2 separate regions of the Danio rerio genome follow, and region 1 is linked to region 2. A link is a contact called in public HiCAR-type data. All regions are on one chromosome and are shown on one strand. Each heading gives the region's core, a stretch centred on a gene start, on an enhancer-like site or on the middle of the called end of the contact. The rest is flanking DNA. Distances are from core to core; before and after follow the strand shown. Region 1 overlaps uvrag (UV radiation resistance associated gene). Region 2 overlaps si:dkey-250d21.1.

Evidence for each region. HiCAR-type assays count read pairs that join an accessible place to other places.
Region 1: a HiCAR-type map of caudal fin shows a contact between it and region 2, with 14 times the contacts expected there. The contact joins two enhancer-like sites. A contact is called at or near these places in 7 of 18 Hi-C or Micro-C datasets (caudal fin, embryo, fibroblasts and 2 more) and 1 of 4 datasets of contacts at active chromatin or transcription factors (caudal fin).

What each region holds. Positions count from the first base shown.
Region 1 is chr10:37,447,154-37,453,409 of GRCz12tu, forward strand. All of the region lies in intron 6 of uvrag (UV radiation resistance associated gene), which reads right to left. Among named protein-coding and RNA genes, the nearest start is that of uvrag, 44 kb to the right of the region's middle. Within about 2 kb of position 2,683, at least 6 of the 62 cell types and tissues checked have an H3K27ac peak or open chromatin away from gene starts, as enhancers often do.
Region 2 is chr10:37,077,420-37,083,989 of GRCz12tu, forward strand. It overlaps si:dkey-250d21.1, which reads left to right. Exons shown (of 14, transcript XM_002663575.8): 14 at 1-4,434. The coding sequence ends at 3,699. It also overlaps a transcript of lhfpl6 not described here. Among named protein-coding and RNA genes, the nearest start is that of si:dkey-250d21.1, 16 kb to the left of the region's middle. Within about 2 kb of position 5,227, at least 9 of the 62 cell types and tissues checked have an H3K27ac peak or open chromatin away from gene starts, as enhancers often do.

The DNA.
Region 1 (6,256 bases), core at 1,433-3,932, 370 kb after region 2:
TTAATACATAAGAATGTTATTTCAGAAAGCACAACATAAACCAGTATATTAATAGTAGGTTTGGACGATGTCGACCAATTTAGTATCATATGATGTCTAATGTGAAACATCGCGATGGGCGATGGCATCATCATCCAACCGTAATTAAGAGTTAACTTATCTAACTTAATTGCTCAAATGAAAAAAGTACAAAATATGAATAAAATAAAAATTATAAAATAATAATAAAACAAAACAAAAACACAAAACAAAAAGACAAAAATCAAAACAAAATAAAATTATTGTTTTATTTAAAATTTAATTAAACTATTTTTTACAAATTTTATAAATTCAATAAACTAAACTAAACTAAACTAAATTAAATTAAATTTTATTTTATTTAAATATGCTTTTTTAATTAATTTAATTCCATTTTATTTTATTGAGTTTATTAAATTAATTATTTTAAAAATTAAATTAAATTAAATTAAATACATCTCATTCTTTCACCTGTTTTTTAATAGTTTACCCAAAAATGAAAATTTACTCATTTACTCACTATTTATCCATTTTATGTGTTTCTACATTCTGCTGAAAAACAAAAAACGATAGTTTGAAGAATGCAAAAAAAAAAAAAAAAAAAAAACTGTAACCATTAACATTAATAGTAAAAAAAAAAAAGTGACGAGTGACTAAATGATGACAGCATTTTCAGTTTTAGGTAAACTGTCCCTTTAAGCAGCTGCTTCTACGGAACATTCCATGGATCCCGTTGTGTGTCTATGAGTGTGTGTGTAAAGACAAAGAAAGGAAATGAAATACAGTCTGTCTCGCTGGTATCTGCAAAACTAAGGGATGAAAAATGTTTTCTGTCTCTTTTTCTGTTTGCACAAATGCTGATAAATGCCCTCATATCAGGTGACAGCCAGTCCTCTGTTGTTTTTGCCATTCCTACACATCCTCTTTCCCCTCCTGGAGACACAGGTCACACACAGTCAAAAAGCCAAAGATCTGCTAACATATCATGTCTAAATTACTTAAAAGTCGAAAGTAACTTTACAATCAACCTGCCAAAAAGCACTGCACTGGTATGATTATACCTGTGTCACTGATTGATACACTTTTCACCACAGGCTAATAATTACAATCACAGTACATAAATCAGAGATAACACACGCTAAAAATGCGATATATTGGGTGGTGCTCACAAAAATACAGCACATCTGTTCACCTGCATCCAAATATCCTTCACAAAAAAGAAACTAAAATACAAAGTGAGAAAGTTATGTGACACGAAAAAATCCAGAGAGCAAGCAATTCTGCTCATTATTTTGGATTATTTGTTTATTATGTAAAGAAACACTCCACTCTTTTGGAAATAGGCTCATTTTTCAAGTCAACCAGAGTTAGACAGTTGAGTTTTACCATTTTGTAATCCATTCAGCCGATCTCGGGGTCTGGCAGAAGCACTTTTAGCTTAGCATAAATCATTGAATGGGATTAGACCATTAGCATCTCAATGCTAAAAAAATGTTATTTTGATACTTTTTCCTATTTAAAGCTTGACTTTTCTGTAGTTACATTGTGCACTAAGACCAACGGGAAAAGAAAAGTTGCTATTTTCTAAAATGCAGAGTGAAAGGAACTTGGAAAAAAAAAAACCTATTTGTTAAAAAAAAGTCTTTGCTCTGCTGATTATTTTATAATCATTATTGAATCATTAGTTTAAATATTTGAAGGAACAATATCTCTTCTCAAGAAATAGGATCATTTTACAAGTCACCCAGAGTTACACAGTTGAGTTTTACCATTTTTTAATCCATTTAGCCGATCTCCGGGTCTGGCGGTATACTTTGAGCTTAGTTTAGCATAGATCACTGAATCGGATTGGACCATTAACATCTTGCTCAAAAAAAAAATTAAAATAAATAAAAAAATTAAATTAAATTTACAACACAAAACACACATATATATACACACATATATATATATATATATATATATATATATATATATATATATATATATAGATATAGATATAGATATAGATATATATATATATATATATATATATATATATATATATATATATATATATATATATATATATATATATATATATTAGTGCTGTCAAAATTAGTGTGTTAACGCATGCGATTAACGCAGCTGCAGTTTTTTTATTTCCTGTTGTGGTCGACGTGTGTTCAACATGCAAAGAAATATGGATAAGGAGACCAAGGAAGCGCATTTTTAAGGCAAGTTTCAGTATAAAACAATTACTGTCACATATACACACATATATACACATATATATATATATATATATTTATATACATACAAACATACATTATATATATATATATATATATATATATATATATATATATATATATATATATATATATATATATATATATATATATATATATATATATATACATACATATGTATATATACATATATACATATGTATATACGTATATATATTGGGTGGTGCTCACAAAAAAACACACCACATCAGTTCACCTACATCTATCAACAAAAAAAGAAGAAAAGAAACAAAAAGTGTTTTGCTGCACAATGAGCAAGTGACACGATACGGAAAAAATCCAGAGCACAAACAACTGGTAGGGATGTGAGCCTGAACGGAAAAGCAAACAAACAGGCCTGTAATGGACAGTGAACCCGTACCTGCTGCTGAGAGCAGGAGAATGTCAACACACGCCTCCGTCTCCACACACCTCAGAGATCGCCATTGTCTCCAGCACTAGAGGAGCTGATAAGATTGTGCTCAATGGAAATATTTTGAGCTCTGACATTCCTGCCTGGTGTTTGCCAAGTACGAACGATCCCTTTGCACACTTCGCCCTTACATCATCCGTGATCATTTCTGCTCAATAAGAGTCGCATTTAAAAATACATTTTTGGCGTAGCTGTTTTTAAAAAGCAAAGATCAAGGTGGATGATAAGTAGAGTTATTGTCTCCAATTAGAAAGAAGGGGTTCTGTCTGAAATGTGAATAGATTTGTACTTTAGTTGTAACTCTGTAGTTGAGTTGATTTGTTCTGTCAATGTGTCAAGTCAAAAGAATGACAATAAGCATGAATTTATCAGGTAAAATTGGAAAATACTATCGATTAGAGTACTTAAAAAGTGGTTAAAAGCAAAATAGCAGTGCTTACATAAATAGTCTAATGCAGTGGTGGAGATCTACAGTTAAAACTGTAACTGTAAAAGTTAGGGTTAGGGTTAGCTGAAAAATATCTAGTATATTATTATTTACGGGGCGAGGCAGTGGCACAGTAGGTAGTGCTGTCGCCTCACCACAAGAAGGTCGGTGGGTCGCTGGTTCGAACCTCGGCTCAGTTGGCGTTTCTGTGTGGAGTTTGCATGTTCTCCCTGCCTTCGCATAGGTTTCCTCCGGGTGCTCCGGTTTCCCCCACAGTCCAAAGACATGTGGTACAGGTGAATTGGGTAGGCTAAATTGTCCGTAGTGTATGAGTGTGAATGTGAATGTGTGTGTAAATATTTCCCAGAGATGGGTTGCGGCTGGAAGGGCATCCACTGCATAAAAACTTGCTGGATAAGTTGGCGGTTCATTCCGCTGTGGCGACCCCGGATTAATAAAGGGACTAAGCCGACAAGAAAATTAATGAATGAATGAATGAAAATATTATTTACTGTCATTATGGAAAAGATAAATTTAATCAGTTGAAATAATTTTTTAAAACTATTATGCTTAGAAATGTGCTGAAACAATCTTCCCAGAACAGAAATTGGGGAAAAAAAATAAACAGGGGCGCTAATAATTCAGGGGGGGTTAATAATTCTGACTTGAACTGTATATCTCAATATAAGTTGTTAATACTTCCAGATTTAAAAGAATACCGCAACAATGACTGAAGCCACAAAAATTAGAGGGTCCATTAAATGGCATTACATATTCAGATGATAAATTTTCGGTGACCAAAAAAAAAAAAAAAAACACACTTTTAAGATTCCCATTGTTACACGTTTCTACTGTGTGAATGGCTTTTAGATCAATAAAGAGTAAACAAAATCATTGTTTATCATTGGTATTGACATAAATTTTATCGCTCTTCGATAAAATATGTTTATTGGCCCAGCCCTAGTTTCATCTTGACCAAATCTTTTGTTATGAAACATTATATTTGATTTGTTACTTGGATTGAAAAATAGCTAAGCAAAATACACTAGGTTTATACATGAATCTTAAGCTATTAGTATGATTAGTATGATGACCTTTTTCTTTTAGTTTCTTTCTTTCATTTTGACTATTGTATTTGTATTAATATTTCATTGCATATTCTCGTGTCTGCATATTGTAATCTATGTTCAATGCATTGTTATAGCCATAACCCCCCAAAAAAACTCATCTTGAAATCGTTGAATGCATCCTGGCATATTGGTTTGTCATATTTGCAAGGCTTAAGTTGAACAATAAATATTACAGAGTTACTGTCTCTCGAAAGAAAGAAGAGGCCAGCAGGATTAGGGCATTGGCTTGACTTGATACAGTAAAACCGACGTCATTGTTACGGTTCATATCAAGTACCGATGAGGTGTCTGGAGAAGCTCTGATATGGTAAAGACCATTTATTTTCCAACTCACTATAAGTGGCCCGCTTACAAAACAGACTGGGCCAACTGACCAAACAGAGTTTAGTAGGCTCACAAAAAGGTGGGGTTAAGAGGGATTGGATTCTTAAACAAAGCATAGCAGACACTGAGAACAGAGATGATGCTCAAGTGAATACTTAAAATACATATATAAGTGTTTTTGACACTGAATGGAAATAGAACTAAGAGATGTCTTAAACAATAGTTGAAAAACAACATAATAAGAAGCACAAACTCTGTGGCATTCTTGTGTGTTGGGATTGGAAGAAAAAGATATTAATATACAGCATATTGTTTGTTCAAACTACTTAATTAAAACAAACAAAAACTAAACTATTCTTGTTTCTGGTTCTGGTTTGTTAATTGATTTTTAAATGATAATCTGCTGTTAGCATGTGATACTGTTATTGTTTGATGATCCTGCATTTGACACATATATTTGTATATATTATACATCTTTCTATACATGTCATATCTGAGATGTCATGGCTTTTAATGCCATGTGTGATTAAAGTCAACAAAGAGGACAGCACAGCTTAAGACCAACTCTCTGTTTCTCTCTGTTTTTTATTCAGTTTAAAGACCTCCAGAGTGAGGTCTGCAACATCTGTATCAGCATTATTAATAAATAAAAATATTTAATTACCAGCCAATGAATGTATTTTTTCCACTGGCTGATCCATTTGTGCACTACTGGCCATAATGATATTGTTAACATGGGCACTTTCAAATTACAGTGATTCATAGTAATTTATTTTCAAAAACAAACATTTATGCTAGTTATTGTCAAATATAAACATTTCCATATGTTAATCTTGATTAAAAAAAATTTAAAAATAAATAAATAAAAAGAGTATTTTTTCATCGTTTTTTCAAATTTTACATATTGTGTGACAAATCCCAAGCATGCTGATTAATCAACGAAAAAATATAATTTCTTAATGTGAGCCAAAAAGCATTCATTTATTCATGTATTCTGTAACTGGACCAAACGGGGAAAATCTTTCTGGAAAAGGCAGCTACAGGAGGTCTAGATGTAAGCTGCAGATTTGCTGTTTTTTAGGCCCGCAAAAAGTTCAGTTCCTCCAACTCACAGCGAGGAGTTACTCAAATCCAGCTGACCAGACATTACTACAGCTTCGGGACCGAGCTACATTATGAGCTTTACATAAATTTGTATTAAAACATTACGACCATCCAAAGCAACAGAAAGGGAAAAACATTAAGCGCACGTTCACCTCTACAGCACATGCCAACGGAGAATTGAATGTGGAGTACTAAATGAACATGGTCTACGTCAACGTTTCATGTAGACTAATGTCAATAAAAACAGCATTTTATTCAAACTTATTTTTTTTAGAATTGATCTGAATTTCAGATTTAAGATTTGAATTCTATAATTAGTTCTATTTACAAAATGCAAAAATGAAATATAGAAAAATATAAAAAGTTATATCAAATTTTATTATAAAGTTATATAAAAAGTTCAACAAAAAGTATATTATTTCATGTATTGATAAAATTATGAATTTATTATGTTATTTTTTAAACACAGTACTTTAAGTGTAATTATTACATAAAATAGTCAGTCTAGATTTATGCCCCCTTTCAGAATAAAATATTGAACACTTAAATT
Region 2 (6,570 bases), core at 3,977-6,476:
GAGAGTCAAGATAATACTGGAATATTGAGTGAATCTGATCAGCTCAAGGTGTCTTATGTTGAAAATGAGCAATCTGTAGCCGGAGGTCAGTGTGAAATTGGTCAGTCAGTAACTAAAGATCAAACTGTAAATGATCAGGTCATGACAGATGTTGTTTTGGAAACTGATCATTTAGTAGCAGAAGGTCAAGATGAGGCCAGCCAAGTAGAAGACGAGTTAATAAATGAAAACAATTTAAAATCAGAGGAACAAATTGAATCTGATCACGTTATTGTATTTGACTCTGGAAATGATCATTCTGTAGCAGCAGATCAGGGTGAAACTGGTCAGCCAGTAACTGATGAGAATGTAAAGAATCAGTACATGACAGATGATCGTTTGGAAACTAATCTTTCAGTAGTGCAAAATCAAGAAGAGTCTAGTCAGACAGAAACTGGGTTATCTGACACTGGAAATGATCATTCTGTTGCAGCAGGTCAGGGAGAAACTGGTCAATTAGTAGCCGAAGATCTGACTGTAAAGAAAAAGGATGTGGCAGGTCATCATTTGGAATCAAATCATTCAGTAGGGGAGAGTTTAAATGAAATTGCATTCATAAATAAAGGGGAGGTAATATTAGATGATCAAAAGGAAAATGATCAGCTTATGGTATGTGACTCTGCAAATGATCAGTCTGTAGCGGAATATCCGGCTGAAATTGGTCAGTCAGTAACTGAAGTTAAAACTGTGAAGGCTCAATTCGTGGCAGACGATCAATTACAGATTCATCATTCAGTAGTAGAGAGTCAAGATGAAACTGATCAGACAGAAACTGGACTAGCGAATGAAGGTGAGTTCATGTCAGGCAATCAGAGTAAATCTACTTCGCTTATTGTGTGTGACTTTGGAAGTGATCATTCTGTAGCAGCTAGTCAGGGTGAAGCAGGTCAGCTAGTAGGCGAAGATCACAATGTAAAGGATCAGGTCATGACAGATGATAATTTGGAAACGGGTCATTTAGTAGTAGTTAGTCCTGATGAGACTGGTCAGGCAGAAACAGGGTCTGTGAATACAGATGGATTTATGTCAGTAGCTCATTGTGAATCTGATCAACTTATGGTACTTAACTCTGGAAATGACCAGTCTGGAACAGAAGATCACCATGTAACTGAGCAGTCAGAAACCGGAGATGCAAATATAACAGAACAGTTCTTGGTAGTTGGTCAAGATGAAAATAATCATTCTGCAGAAGATGGTGAAGAACAGTCGAGTCAGATAGGAACTGGGTTTCCAACTGAAGGTGAAACTTTTCAGGTAGTACAAGAAGATCAAAGATCTGATCAGCTGATGCTGGATGATATGTCTGAAAATTATCAGTCTGGAACAGCAGATCAAGATGTTACCTGCCATTCAGTTACAGGAGATCAAAGTGTACCTGATCAGTTCATAGCAGTTGGTCATGTTGAGTCAGATCAGTCCATAGTTGAAGGTAAAAATGAAGGTGGTATGGCTGTAAGTGTATTTCCAAACGAAGCAGGAACAAGTCAGTTAATATTGGCGGATCAATGTGAATCCGATCAGTTAATGGTTGTTGACTCTGAAAATGACCAGGCTGTAACATCAGTTCAGAGTGGAGATGTTCAGTCTGTATTACCACAAACAGCGGAAATAAGTCATTTAGTGTTGGGTAATCAATGTGAATCTGATCAGCTCATGGTAGTTGAGTCTGGAAGTGATCAGCTTGTAACAGGAAATCTAACCAATCAGTCATCTTCAGATCAAAATTTAACTGATGCATTCGTTGAAGTTACAGCTTCTCAGCCTATAGTAGAATGTCCAAGTGGATCTGGGTTAGCAGATGCAGGTGGAAATAACCAGGTAGTGTCAGGGAATCATGATGGAGATCAGCTTGTGGCTGATGAACCCTGTGCAAATGGTCAGTCTGTTGTAGAAAGTCAAGGAGCAGCTATTATTGCAACTAATCAAAGTGTACCTGATGAGCCTATGGAAGTTAGTCAGGGGGGATCAGACCAGATAGTACCAGGGAATCAAAGTGAAATTGATCAGTCTATTACAGTAGATCAGGATGGCTCCAATCAACCTAAATTAACTGCAGAACGTGGCACAAATCAGTTTAATTCAACGGCTTCACATGGCTCTGCCCAAGAAACTGCAGCAGTTAACGTTTGCCTCAGTCACCCATTTGAAACTCCAAGTGTTACTGATTATTGCTCACCTGCTTCACCTGAGGATATTACTGATCATCCTATAGCTGCAGATTCAGTCACAGATCAGTCTGAAGTAAAGGTTGTGGATGGTACAGAACAAGTAGTTACCCCGGATGACTCTGCGCATAAACAAAATATTTTTACTCCCTATGATGCTGTTGCTCGAGAAGATTTGCTCAAAGAACTCTGCAGGATAAAGTTCTTTTCTATAGTCGCTGAAGACGAGTTGATAATTGATGGCCAACCATTTATCCCTGTAGCAATACACTACCTGGACAAACAAGATATTCAGTGTGAAAAAATATTAGCATTTCTCCCAGTTTCCACAAACGTTGCTTCATTTGTGGATTCTCTCATCATCGTCCTCTCTGAGAAGTGGGGGCTAAATTTGGCACTTTGTAGAAGTCAAACATTGGCAAGATCTGATACCCATGCCTCGCAGATGACTCCGGCGTCAGCTTTGCTTTCCCAGAGACTCCCTCATGCTTTCAGTTTCCCGAAACCTATACCTCTGAAGTCTTTGCTAGCCAGTTTATCCTCCCTGAGAGAGGTAACTCAAAGTTTTGAGTACTTAGAGCAGCTGTTTATGTGGTTCTCTGAGGATCATCAGCGTCGTGTAAGACTAGAGGATGCTGTTGTACATTTGTTCCAGAAGGACGAAAGGAAGGCCAGAGAGCTAAAGGCAATGATCAGCAGCAATCAACTGGCAATGAGCCATGAGGTTCTGGAACTTACTACAGACATTCTAGAGGCCATCGTCCTTTGCTTGAATGAGATGAAAGGAAACCAAGATAATGAGCCAAACGCAGCACAGGCCCAGAGCTTCCTTTCTGCAATCCAAAACTTTGACTTCATATTGACAGTTTTGATTATGAAAAACATCTTGAGCCTCACCAAAAACCTAAGCCTGAGTCTTCAGGGAAATTCTCATGATGTATATCAAGCTGTAAACCGCCTGTCTGATGTCCTGCCCTCTCTCAGTGAAATGAAGAACCGTCTTGAGTCGCACCATGAAACCTGGTTTCAAGAAGCAGTTTCTTTAGCTTCTAAGCTGCAGGTACCATCACTACAAACACCAATAAATGTGCACTACAAAGAGGACATCAGTAAAGGGGCCATTGAGCACTGTATTTCCGAGGTGAAAGGAGTCTCCCTGGATGTTCTGTCTGCTCTTCGCTGCTTGCAGGTTGTGCCTTATGTCATGTCCAAAGTGGAAGGATGCTGCAAGGACACAGAGTTTGTCAAAGTGTTTAAGGATGACTTGCCTGACCCAAGCTCCTTACAGGCTGAGCTGCAAAGGTGGAGGGACAGGTGGCAAGACTCTATCGCTACTCATCAACACCTACCTGACACCGTCCTTGGCACACTGAAAGTTTCTGACATCCAGACTTTTCCCAACATTTTAACCATCCTTCGGCTCCTTGCAGTCCTGCCTTTTTCCAGCATGCAGAGTAGACAAGGAAAGGTGAATTCTGAGCTGTACCCTCTGTAATAGGCTTGGCTTAGTTGACCTCAAACAAGCTGTCCTTTAGGATGTCATACACTGCTGAAACTTCAGAATGTCCCACTGTATTCGCTAAACTGTAGATCACATCTGACTGTAGGTTTCAGTATGTTTGTTTTATTAGTTAATGATTACAAATTAGACCTGTACACTTTAAGTATAATCACATGATTGTTTTATTGGTGTTTTGTCTTTTTTTATTATTATCTGTTTTTCCTTTTACATATGTGGCATGAAAAAAGAGGACTGCCAATTGGGACCAATGTCTTGCCAAAAAAAAAAAAAAAAAAGAAAGAAAGAGAGAGAATAGGATGCCCTTGTGGGCTCTTACTGCTTTGTGCCTTTATGCAAAAACCCTACATAAGTCTTTAAATCAAGAGACAAAAAGTCTGGATGGACATTTTCACCCCAGACTTTTTGGAAATTTCCGAATATCTTCAGGAACTTTTAAAGACTTCAAATCACGTAAATCCTCTAAAATGCATTGGGGGGGAAGTTCATCACAATGAATTACGCTGGTTGTGTTATATTGTCACAATGTCATCCCATGGCACAAACAAAAAACGAGTCTGTCTCTGTATCATTATGTGTTACAATGGTTGATTTGTTTGCAGTTTTATTTAGATCAATGGATTTTTCTGTAAACATTTCTCCCATAAGCCCTCCTCATGAAGGAAGCATTCATATATATTTGACTAAAATAAACAAAATTGTTGAAAATAAGCCATGCATTTATTTTAAAGTTTTTGTCTGACGCTGTAATGTTTAAGGGTGTTCACAAGATGGCAGTGTATGCCTTTCCCAGTTTTGGGAGTACTTGTTAGTAAGTAATGGTTCATCCATTTTTGCACTAGGATTTTTACCTCCACTAATTTAACAAGAAGATTCATTTAGTCACTATAAATCAAGAAAAATGTCTTTGAAATTTATTAATTAGTGATTGATTAGATTTTGTTTCATTTTCTCCAATGCCATGAATGTAATGCTGGCAGGTTCATTATTGTTTTATTTAATAATAGCCACTCACTCCATTGTTAATGGTATAATATTTAACAATTTTGTGGTTGTTGTCTAACATCTCATGTCATTGTCCTTATTTATTTAGTACCTTACTTAGGTAGATTTTAGTTCTTTAATGCGTACTGATTTATCCTTTGCCATTTTTTCTTTCTTTAAACTAAGAAAAATCTTGTTTCTGTTCACTACTTCCTGCCGGTTTCCTCTACTCTCCCACTAAGTCAACGTAGTTAATGATTAATGTCTCCACTTTATAATGCTTTTTAAAAAAAGAGTTTAGGCTTTTCAAAAAGTAGCTTTGGCCCCCTGTAGCCTGTTGATGATTTGCAGTCATTCTTTAACCCCTTGGTTCATGGACTGCAGATCCATCACAGAATATTGTTTTCAGGAGTAGAATTTGAAATGTCGTTGAGAAGCAATCAGTCTCTCATTTCCATGTAACCTTGGACCTATGATTCACCCTTGGGGACTAGAGCTTTTGACCTTTTAGGGTCATATCTTGTGAGAGCGGCAGTAGATGTGGTTGAAAAGCCAGGAACATAAAGCTATTAACAGACAACGTCACAGTAATTGCAACTACAAATCAATCAAGCCCTTGTTTATCACTTTATTGTGGCAGGATGACAGAGTCAAGATGACTATGACTTGCCGTCCAAAGAAAGTAGTAGAGTAGTGGTCTGAAATCAATGAAGACTATTTCTTTAAGAATGCAAGATACTTGATTTTTATTTCTTTTCGCCATAGAGTAGGACTTTCAAGTTTCCGCCAAGGGCCTAAGTTTACTCCAAGACAAATATGTCGTTTTTTTTTTTTTTTAAAGAATCAACTCTTAATCAAACCATTTTGTTCAAATGCATTCATACTCTTATCCTTTTCTGTTGTTAATTGGTAAAGAGTGGTTAGACAATAGCGCAACACATGTCTATCCCAAAAACAATTGCTTCCCAAAGGATTTTTTGATGCGGCATTGGATAATGCCCTGACAAGCCAAGTCCTTGTCCGTCTTTCATCGACAAATGCATTTTGCATACCATGGTGGTTTTGATTTTCTCCCTATTTTCCACAAGAAATAAATTATCATCTGTGTGATCTTCTGGCCAGATTGTTGTGAATGTTTTGTTATACTCATTGTGCACAATGTTATATACAGTATTTAAATATTTAACTCATTTTTCTCATCTTTAGCCCCCCCTTAAATTCAAATGAAGAAAAAAAGTTGCAACACTCAGTGTCAGGTGAGTTTCTATTTTTGTTACTTTTAGCTACTTTACTGTAGATCGGAAGACATATCCGACTTAAATAGCTAGCAAATCAGTTGCAACCTGCTCTTTATAAATACAGTACTATTATTGTTCATTTTTTTCTTTAACTTAAAAAGGCCATGTAAGTCCAACTTAAACAGTTTACAATGAACATATTACACAAAGATCACTTATATATATATATATATATATATGTATATATATATATATATATATATATATATATATATATATATATATATATATATATATGTATATATATATATATATGTATATATATATATATGTATATATATATATATATATATATATATATATATATATATGTATATATATATATATATATATGTATATATATATATATGTATATATATATATATATGTATATATATATATATATATATATACATATATATATATATATGTATATATATATATATATGTATATATATATATATATGTATATATATATATATATATATATATACACGTATATATATATATATGTATATATATATATATATATATATATATATATATATATATATATATATATATATATATATATATACATACATAT